Regions from separate parts of the Ovis aries genome. Here region 2 is linked to region 1. Evidence: chromatin contacts called from public Hi-C data. All regions are on one chromosome and are shown on one strand. The core of a region is the stretch at or near the end of the contact, and the rest is flanking DNA. Distances in the headings are between cores, read along the strand shown. Region 1 overlaps PRDM1 (PR/SET domain 1). Region 2 overlaps PREP (prolyl endopeptidase).

What was found. A called contact is a pair of places that touch in the nucleus more often than the background predicts.
Region 2: a Hi-C map of hypothalamus shows a contact between it and region 1, with 3 times the contacts expected there. The contact joins two enhancer-like sites. A contact is called at or near these places in 5 of 16 Hi-C or Micro-C datasets (hypothalamus, muscle, omental adipose tissue and 1 more).

What each region holds. Positions count from the first base shown.
Region 1 is chr8:31,125,063-31,129,320 of ARS-UI_Ramb_v3.0, reverse strand. It overlaps PRDM1 (PR/SET domain 1), which reads left to right. Exons shown (of 7, transcript XM_004011238.5): 5 at 1,581-2,701; 6 at 3,143-3,271; 7 at 3,617-4,258. The coding sequence ends at 4,189. Among named protein-coding and RNA genes, the nearest start is that of PRDM1, 18 kb to the left of the region's middle. Within about 2 kb of position 1,735, at least 12 of the 54 cell types and tissues checked have an H3K27ac peak or open chromatin away from gene starts, as enhancers often do. A contact at or near this core is called in hypothalamus, where this site is marked.
Region 2 is chr8:31,773,077-31,777,027 of ARS-UI_Ramb_v3.0, reverse strand. It overlaps PREP (prolyl endopeptidase), which reads right to left. Exons shown (of 20, transcript XM_060419550.1): 4 at 1,881-1,951; 5 at 693-905. Among named protein-coding and RNA genes, the nearest start is that of PREP, 360 kb to the right of the region's middle. Within about 2 kb of position 2,372, at least 6 of the 54 cell types and tissues checked have an H3K27ac peak or open chromatin away from gene starts, as enhancers often do. A contact at or near this core is called in hypothalamus, where this site is marked.

The DNA.
Region 1 (4,258 bases), core at 486-2,985:
TGGCTGTGAGATGCCTTGCCTATCAGCTTTCCAACTTAGTTGTCTCTCTTCTTTTACCATTTCAGCTTTAAAAAACAAAAGTGACAATTTGAACTTCCTGCCTGCTGAGCCTCACTGAAAGACTGATATTGGCCTGATAAGGGGGTATTTATTTTGGTTTCATGGCTTCAGAAATCCCTCTCCCTCAACAAGCTTTCCATCACTGCCCCCATCAGCATCTTCCCTGATAGTGTCTGGGCTGTGTTTATTCTGGGGCTTCGGGCTCACCCGGGAGTAACTGATAACAGCCAGCAGAGATAACATTCTGAGGGGGCTCTCAAACTGGAACCGAATCCCTCAAGCCTGTCAGCCTAGAGAATGGATTTGAAGAGTTCAGACTCTGGAGTCCACAGAGTTCATTTCTAGACCTATCAGGTATCAATCAAGCCTAGAGTTCTTCTCCATTAAATCAAGCAGGGACAACAAAATGATGCTTTTACGGAGGCTTAGCAAGGTCCCCCGAGCCTGCCTTCTTCTCAGGCTGAGGCCAAGAGCTCTCCTGCCTCTCATGGCATCTATACAAACCCACAGCTGATCCTTCATCTCTCCCTACACTGAGGGCAAGTGTGCAGGCTGGAGTGCCTACCAGCCAGTAACCAGAGCTCCAACCAAGCAGCTTGTATTTTACTTTTGGTTTCCAGGGAAGGCTGAGCAGGGAGTCGTCGGTTTTCCCAGCTCTGGCTGGTTGGTGTCTTCCCGAAAGCATCTTTCGTTCTGCGAGTTTGGAGGGAGCAGTGCTTGTGGCATGGCCTGGAGAACCTGTCGTAAACAGGCTCTGTTTAAGAACATTGCTGCTGTTCCTCAACAGTCTATTTACCGAGTAATAATATGCCATCTTTTGGAATAAGTGTGTTCATCTTCGCTGCCTGTTTTCTTTGGTGCTCTAAGTAATTGAACTGGCTCGGAAAGTGCCATTTGTGGTTTGGCAGCGATGACTAGCTAACACCTTGTGATTCCGGGGGACAGCATTACTGGGAGCCTGGTGAGACCCGGAGCCTCAGTGAAATTCTGGTGTTGTCAGCAAATCCAGAGGAAGGGTTCACATCACCTTGCTAATCGGTTTGACAGAGGCAGTTTGAAAAGGATTTTATCAAATTCGTATTAAACAAGAATGGAGGTGAAAATTGATGACTGCTTATTACTTGAAATGAGTCTTCATCTTTCACATCTGGTTCACAGGGTGTGCTGATTTCCTTTAGGTAAACTGTGACTTTTATTAACCTGTGACACCCCACACCCAGTATTTCATGGAGATACGCTCCTATTCTAGATTGAACAGGACTGTTCTATCATGAGGTTCCTACCAGTGGAAACAGTCATCCAAACGATGTTATTCATTCAACTGATGCCACCGGTGACCCGGTTTTGCTGAGGAGGAACTGGAGTGGCATGAGCCTTTGAGAATGAGTGGGTGTTGAGAAGCCAGGTGGCCCTCTTGGGGAAGCTGGGGCTCAGGTTTGCTCAAGGAGAGAGAAACCTGGGCAATGTCGCTTCAATTTTCTGTCTCCCTCTGCGTAATCATCACCCTTTCTTTATTTCAGCACAAACCCAGGGCCGTCCAAAGCAGCAGAGCACTGAGAAGCATGAACTGTGCCCCAAGAGTGTCCCGAAGAGAGAGTACAGCGTCAAAGAGATCCTGAAACTGGACTCCCGCCCTTCCAAAGGGAAGGACCTGCACCGCTCCAACATTTCACCCCTCACTTCCGAGAAGGACGCGGATGACTTCAGGAAAGACGGGAGCCCGGAGATGCCCTTCTACCCGCGCGTGGTGTACCCGATTCGCGCCCCGCTCCCGGAAGACTTTCTGAAAGCACCCCTGGGATGCTACGGGATGGAGCGGCCGCCCTACGTCACTCACTCCCCCATACCGTCCTCCGCGACGCCCAGCCCCTCGGCGCGCAGCAGCCCGGACCGGAGCCTGCAGAGCTGCAGCCCGCACAGCAGCCCCGGGAACACGGTGTCGCCGCTGGCCCCCGGCCCCCAGGAGGCCCGCGACTCCTACGCCTACTTGAATGCCCCCTACGGGGCCGCCTCCGAGGGGCTGGGCTCCTTCGCCGGCTACGGGCCGCCCACCCACCTGCCGCCCGCCTTCATCCCCTCCTACAATGCGCACTATCCCAAGTTCCTGCTGCCCCCTTACGGCATGAACTGCAACGGCCTGGGCGCTGCCGTGGGCAACATCAACAGCCTCAACAGCTTCGGCCTCTTCCCGAGGCTGTACCCGGTGTACAGCAGCCTCTTGGGCGGGGGCGGCCTGCCTCCCCCGATGCTGGCGCCCGCCTCGCTCCCCAGCTCGCTGCCCTCAGAGGGGGCGCGCCGCCTGCTGCAGCCCGAGCACCCCCGGGAGGTGCTGGTGCCCGCGCCGCACAGTGCCTTCTCCCTCCCCGGGGCGGCCGCCAGCCTGAAGGACAAGGCCTGCACCCCCACCAGCGGCTCCCCGACGGCCGGGACCGCCGCCACGGCCGAGCACGTGGTGCAGCCCAAAGCTACCTCAGCGGCCGCTGCGGCCCCCGGAGGCGAGGAGGCCGTGAATCTCATCAAGAACAAAAGAAACATGACTGGCTACAAGACGCTCCCCTACCCGCTGAAGAAGCAGAACGGCAAGATCAAGTATGAGTGCAACGTCTGCGCCAAGACTTTCGGGCAGCTCTCAAATCTGAAGGTAGGCCTGGCGTGGTCACCCCCTACCCCCACCCCCCACAACGCGCGGTCTGTCCCCGGGAGGACACACAGCGCGCCTGAGTACTTAAACCTTCTGCGGGTTGTAGATTGCGGTTTCTTCCCTGTAAGACCCAGGCATGGCATCGTCGGCCACGCAGCTTGGGACCCGTTACTTCCCCTCCCCCAAGTGTCTTCTGATTAATAAACATCTGAGGTTTGGGCTAGAGGATCAGTGTGGAGTCCCTGCCTAGCCTGTGACTTTTCTTTAGCTCAGACACGACAGAGTGTTCTGAAACTCACATTGGGGTTTGATTTGTTCTAAGACTTCACCTTGATGCTTAAGAGGTTTGCATCCTAAATGCCCTGAGTCTTTGAGCCGGGACATTCACTCTCACAGCCTGCAGAGTGGGAGCCAAGCTAAGGTGTTGTGGCTTCTTTCCAGGTCCACCTCAGAGTGCACAGTGGAGAACGACCTTTCAAATGCCAGACGTGCAACAAGGGCTTCACTCAGCTTGCCCATCTGCAGAAACACTACCTGGTACACACAGGAGAGAAGCCACATGAATGCCAGGTGGGCAGTGTTTTCTGGGTAGAACTTTCGATCTTTGCAGACAGTGTCTCAGCAGTCACCCTCCTGGTGTCCTAAACCAGCACAAGAATTCTGCCTTCCTTAGGCTGCTGATGAGATGAGACAGCCAGCTTCCACTGGGTGGACAATGGTCGGGGAGGGAAACACCACCCTGTGGGAGCGTCCCCACGTTGCCCGATTTGCCTAACGCTGCGGTGAGGGGCCACAGGGAGTTTTCTTTCCCCTCCCAGGTTGTCCTGTGTGGGTGGGCAGCTGGCACCTCCCCTTGGCAGCTCTTAACCTTCTGGTCTCCATCCTCCCTTCTCTGCCTCCCTCCCCACACTGCAGGTTTGCCACAAGCGATTTAGCAGCACCAGCAATCTCAAGACCCACCTGCGACTCCACTCCGGAGAGAAACCTTACCAGTGCAAGGTGTGTCCTGCCAAGTTCACCCAGTTTGTGCACCTGAAACTCCACAAGCGCCTACACACCCGGGAGCGGCCCCACAAGTGTGCCCACTGCCACAAGAGCTACATCCATTTCTGCAGCCTCAGGGTCCACCTGAAGGGGCACTGTCCTGTGGCCCCAGCCACTGTGCTGCCTCTGGAGGACCTGACCAGAATCAACGAAGAAATTGAGAAGTTTGACATCAGCGACAATGCCGACCGGCTGGAGGACATGGAGGACAACATCGACGTGACCTCTGTGGTGGAAAACGAGATTCTGGCCGTGGTCAGAAAAGAGAAGGAAGAAACTGGCCTGAAAGTGTCTTTGCAAAGAAACATGGGAAATGGACTGCTCTCAGGGTGTAGCCTCTATGAGTCAACAGAGCCGCCCCTCCTGAAGTTGCCTCACAGCAACCCACTACCTCTGGGACCTGTAAAGGTCAAACAAGAAACAGTTGAACCTATGGATCCTTAAGATTTTCAGAAAACAAAAGGTGTTTTGTCTTGTTTCTTAACTTACGACTTGGCGAGTCAGGGTGCCCGT
Region 2 (3,951 bases), core at 1,123-3,622, 650 kb before region 1:
TATGCAAGTTTCTTAGAGTCTCAGAAGCAATAAAAGCAAAAAAAAAAAAAAAAGAAAAAAAGAAAAAGAAAAAGAAAAAGTGGGCAAGTTTTGCATTATTTTTTAGGTGAGCTGTTCATCTTGCTTTTCATAAATTTTAGAAACACAACTATGCCTACCTGAGGTGGAAAGAACAGGGAAATGACTTAGGTCAGAAGGAAAACCTTAGTAACCTAGGACCACGTGCCACTTGATGAGGGAGGGGATTACTTGTAGATGATATGTGTTTGGAGTTATCCCTGAGACTCCCCTGGTACGATTAACTGTCTGATTGAGAGGTGAAGGCTGGGACAGACACATTAATACAATCACTTTTCTTCACAACTAAGTCATTAGTTAAATAAAATCTATGGGAAAGCTGACGCCATAAAAGAAGTTAGATAGCATTACCCTGGTGTTATTACCCTTGTTATCCTTGACCTCTGGAGACTTAATGATCTTCAAATAAGTCGTTATTTCAGCAAATCCCTTTTCAAACGAAATCAAGGACTGGAGAGTTTATTTAATAACCACCACAAACATTAAGTAAGTGGTATAAAAATTCTGCTTTCTTGACTTAATTTTGATAACAATATGCTGAGTAAGCCTCCAAGTCCTAAAGTGAAACATTCCCCCGCCCCCCCCCCCCCCCCCCGCCTCCCCCCGCCACTTACTTTCCACTGCTTAATCTACTGAAAAAAATGGTTGCTACTGCTTTTGGATTTTCATGTGTAAACCATGTTGCTTAATGCAAACTGAAATAAGCTGGTTAGCAGACGTCAAGCATCTCAGAACCTGCTCGAGGACACACGTCACATTGAGGTTTGAGGAGGTACCCTCTGCCATCACACCAGGGCAAAATGCAATAGGAAACTTCTTGTCACTTTCTGTAAAAGAGTCAGTGCATGAAAAACAAGAAGGCTGCAGTCTGCTCTTGAGATACTGGAGGATTTCTCTCTCTCTGTTTGGCCTCTCTTAAGAACAGAATTTTATGAAGGCTAAGGTCACTCTGAAGGGCATCCATTAAAATATGACTGTTTTTGTGGAAGGGCAGATAGCTGAACAGTGATGTTCCTTATTCTTCTTTTGGCTTATGGACACCTTTGAGAATCAGTAAAGGCTATAAAATCCAGAGAACACACGCACATGGACACACACACACAAAGAAGTTGCATATCCTGTTAGGGAGTTCCATGAAATCCCTAAAGCTTGTCCACAAACCTCTGTTGCACAGACTACACTCTGATTGATGAATTCATCTCACATTTTTATAACCTTTCAGGGTTGCCTGCATTTTATTAGTACTTTTTGGTAAGGGAGCCAAAACTCCTTTACACGTCAACACAAAAATAAGATTCCTTGAAATGGAGAGGTAACAAACAAAACTAAAAACCGGACAACACCAAAGATTCAACTCCCATCCTTTCCTTCCCTTTGCGCCTCCACCCTCTCTTCTCCCCTCCCCATCCCCCACCCTAGTGTGGACACATTCTTATCTGTTCTCTTCTGAACTAGTGTGACACAACCGTAACTCATTTTATTTGTGAAACCAGGTCTTTTTCCTCCTATGTATGCAATTTTGTGTCACAGAGTATCTTCCCCTTTCTTTTGAAAAGACGTCTTCAAGAAGAATAAGTTCTGAACCCAAGAAATATTTTCCTTTCTCAAGTTAGCTATAGATACAGTGCATTGAGTCATTTCAAATGTTGAGATTGTACATGTTTTCATCAGTACCAGTTTGCCCTTTACCCCCTGAAAAGCTAAGTCTAAACCAGTTTCACACCTCTCTTTCCTTTTCACACCTTATCCTTATCTCCACCCCCCCAAAAGAGCAGCATCTGTAAGACCCTATGGACTCTTACCTGTGGGAAGACCAGTGGTTGTCTTAGTTTCTCTTTAAGTGCAGTTTTCCAGTTTTCCACTAGTTGGGGCTCTGTACAAAGGAAAGGGAAAAAAGGGCCTCCAGAATCATTCATTAATACTAACAAAACATTTTATATGATATCTCTAAACTACTATCCGAGTCTCTGGAAAGATGCTCACTAATTTTATTGTTGTCACAATATATTGGTCATGAAGTTGTGTTAATATATTGTCGGATGAGTTGTGCTTGCCTTGCTTACTTTAGTTAGAGAAGGCTAAACTAATTTACTGCTTTCGGTGTGATTTGCAGGAATCCAGTTCACCCAGGGCAAAAACTATTACAAAATGTGAATTATGAAGTCCATAACATTTGGAACATTGGGTTCCTAAGGAGCAAGATCATCTTCTTTGTAAGTTTTTTCTAGGACAGGGAAGTAACCACTCATCTTTTAACCCGCATGGTGCAAAGTCTGGCACAAATTAGACCCTTAATAAAAGTGGTCTGATTTCTGCCTGTGCCTGAGAACCAGAGTTTGGATAACATTATGTAGCATCAGTTCTCTGGGAAGACCTTTAGAAAACTCTCTTGGTCTGTGCTAACGCTAGGTTTGTCGCTCTCAATCAGTTTTTTTAATTACTTTGTGTCAGGTTGAAAGATTACCTTGGGTAGTCACATACAATCAAGGTCTCCCAGCACTTTGCTTACACTTGCGTTTTGTTTTAGGTTTGTTTATCCTGTCTCTCTCCACCTCCCCGGAGATCCTTTGGCAAATCTGATAAACAATGCTTTTTTTCTTGCTCAAGGCAGAAAGTCCGATCGAATACAATGGGAGGCCAGACTTGGCTGCAAAGCAGGCTGCAGGTGTGCTGGCATTGTGGTCATCTAAACCAGATGCTGGGAGCTGAAGCACCTGCTTCCCTTCTCTGTCTACACTCCAGAGACCACCGCTTCTGGGTAACAGAGGCCAGAGAACCAGGCTGAAGAAAAGGATGAAAATACCACAGCATCCTCTTAACAGATCAAATGAGTTGCCCTAGAAATAGCTTCATGAAATTCTCCCTCTAAGTCCTCAAACACATACAGCCTGTGCCTCTCTAATCTGACAGCAGCATCCTCTCAACACACAGACTTGACAACAACATTTACTAGAAACAGACACTCGGCGGCAACTTAATTTTTCTCTGGATTATAGTATCTAGAGAGACAAGGCTGGCCACGGACAAGAAGGTGATGATTTTTATGGTTCTGATAACACGATCCCAAAAGCCTTGCACAGCCTCAGATTTAATGAACATTTTTATAAGTGCCATCAATTTCTGAATAGTCCAGAAAGAACATTTAATTTTCTATCTTGAATATGGATCATCAGATAAGAGATCAGGGAGAAACTGGTCCTTGTGGGGATGTGACTCTGCTCTGACACTTGTTGCCTGAGAGACTGGCTCTGATATTTTTATTAAGCTGATTCTAAGTTATATTATTTCAGTTCTAAATATTAGTAATAAATTGGCCACAGGCATGTGTATTCAAATCCTTAGTAGGAAACCTGTATGGGTTACGTTTCTTCCTGCTGTTAATATTTTTATTTCCAATTACAGTGTTACTTATTGTCATGCATGAATGCCCTTTTGGGTCAGAGTTCCCACTGTGTGTTTATACAGAGGGATCTATTTTCTTTGTGTATCTTTGTACTGTGTTCCTAGGAGTCAATGGAGAAAGCTTTTGCATTGAAGAATGAAACCCTGCAGCCACACCACTCTGGAGGATCCCCTGCAAAAACACACAGTGAGGGGGCCAGGGCCTTGGTGTGGAGGAGAGGCAGGTACCGGGCCTGTGTCCTTCTCAGCTTCACTAGCTCCTCCATCCAAGAGAAATCTGTTCCTTGTCTGTGAGCTCTTACTGACTTCATCACTTAAGGAAGCCCGTTACACTTGTTCCTTACAGCTCTGTAATAAACGGATATATATTTGTTGCTGCCTGTCCAGACCAAGTTTACAAGGGAGAAAAATTTCTGAAATGACAAGCCCAGTTTGTGGACATGAGAGGAGAGAGAGGAGTGGCAGGATGGG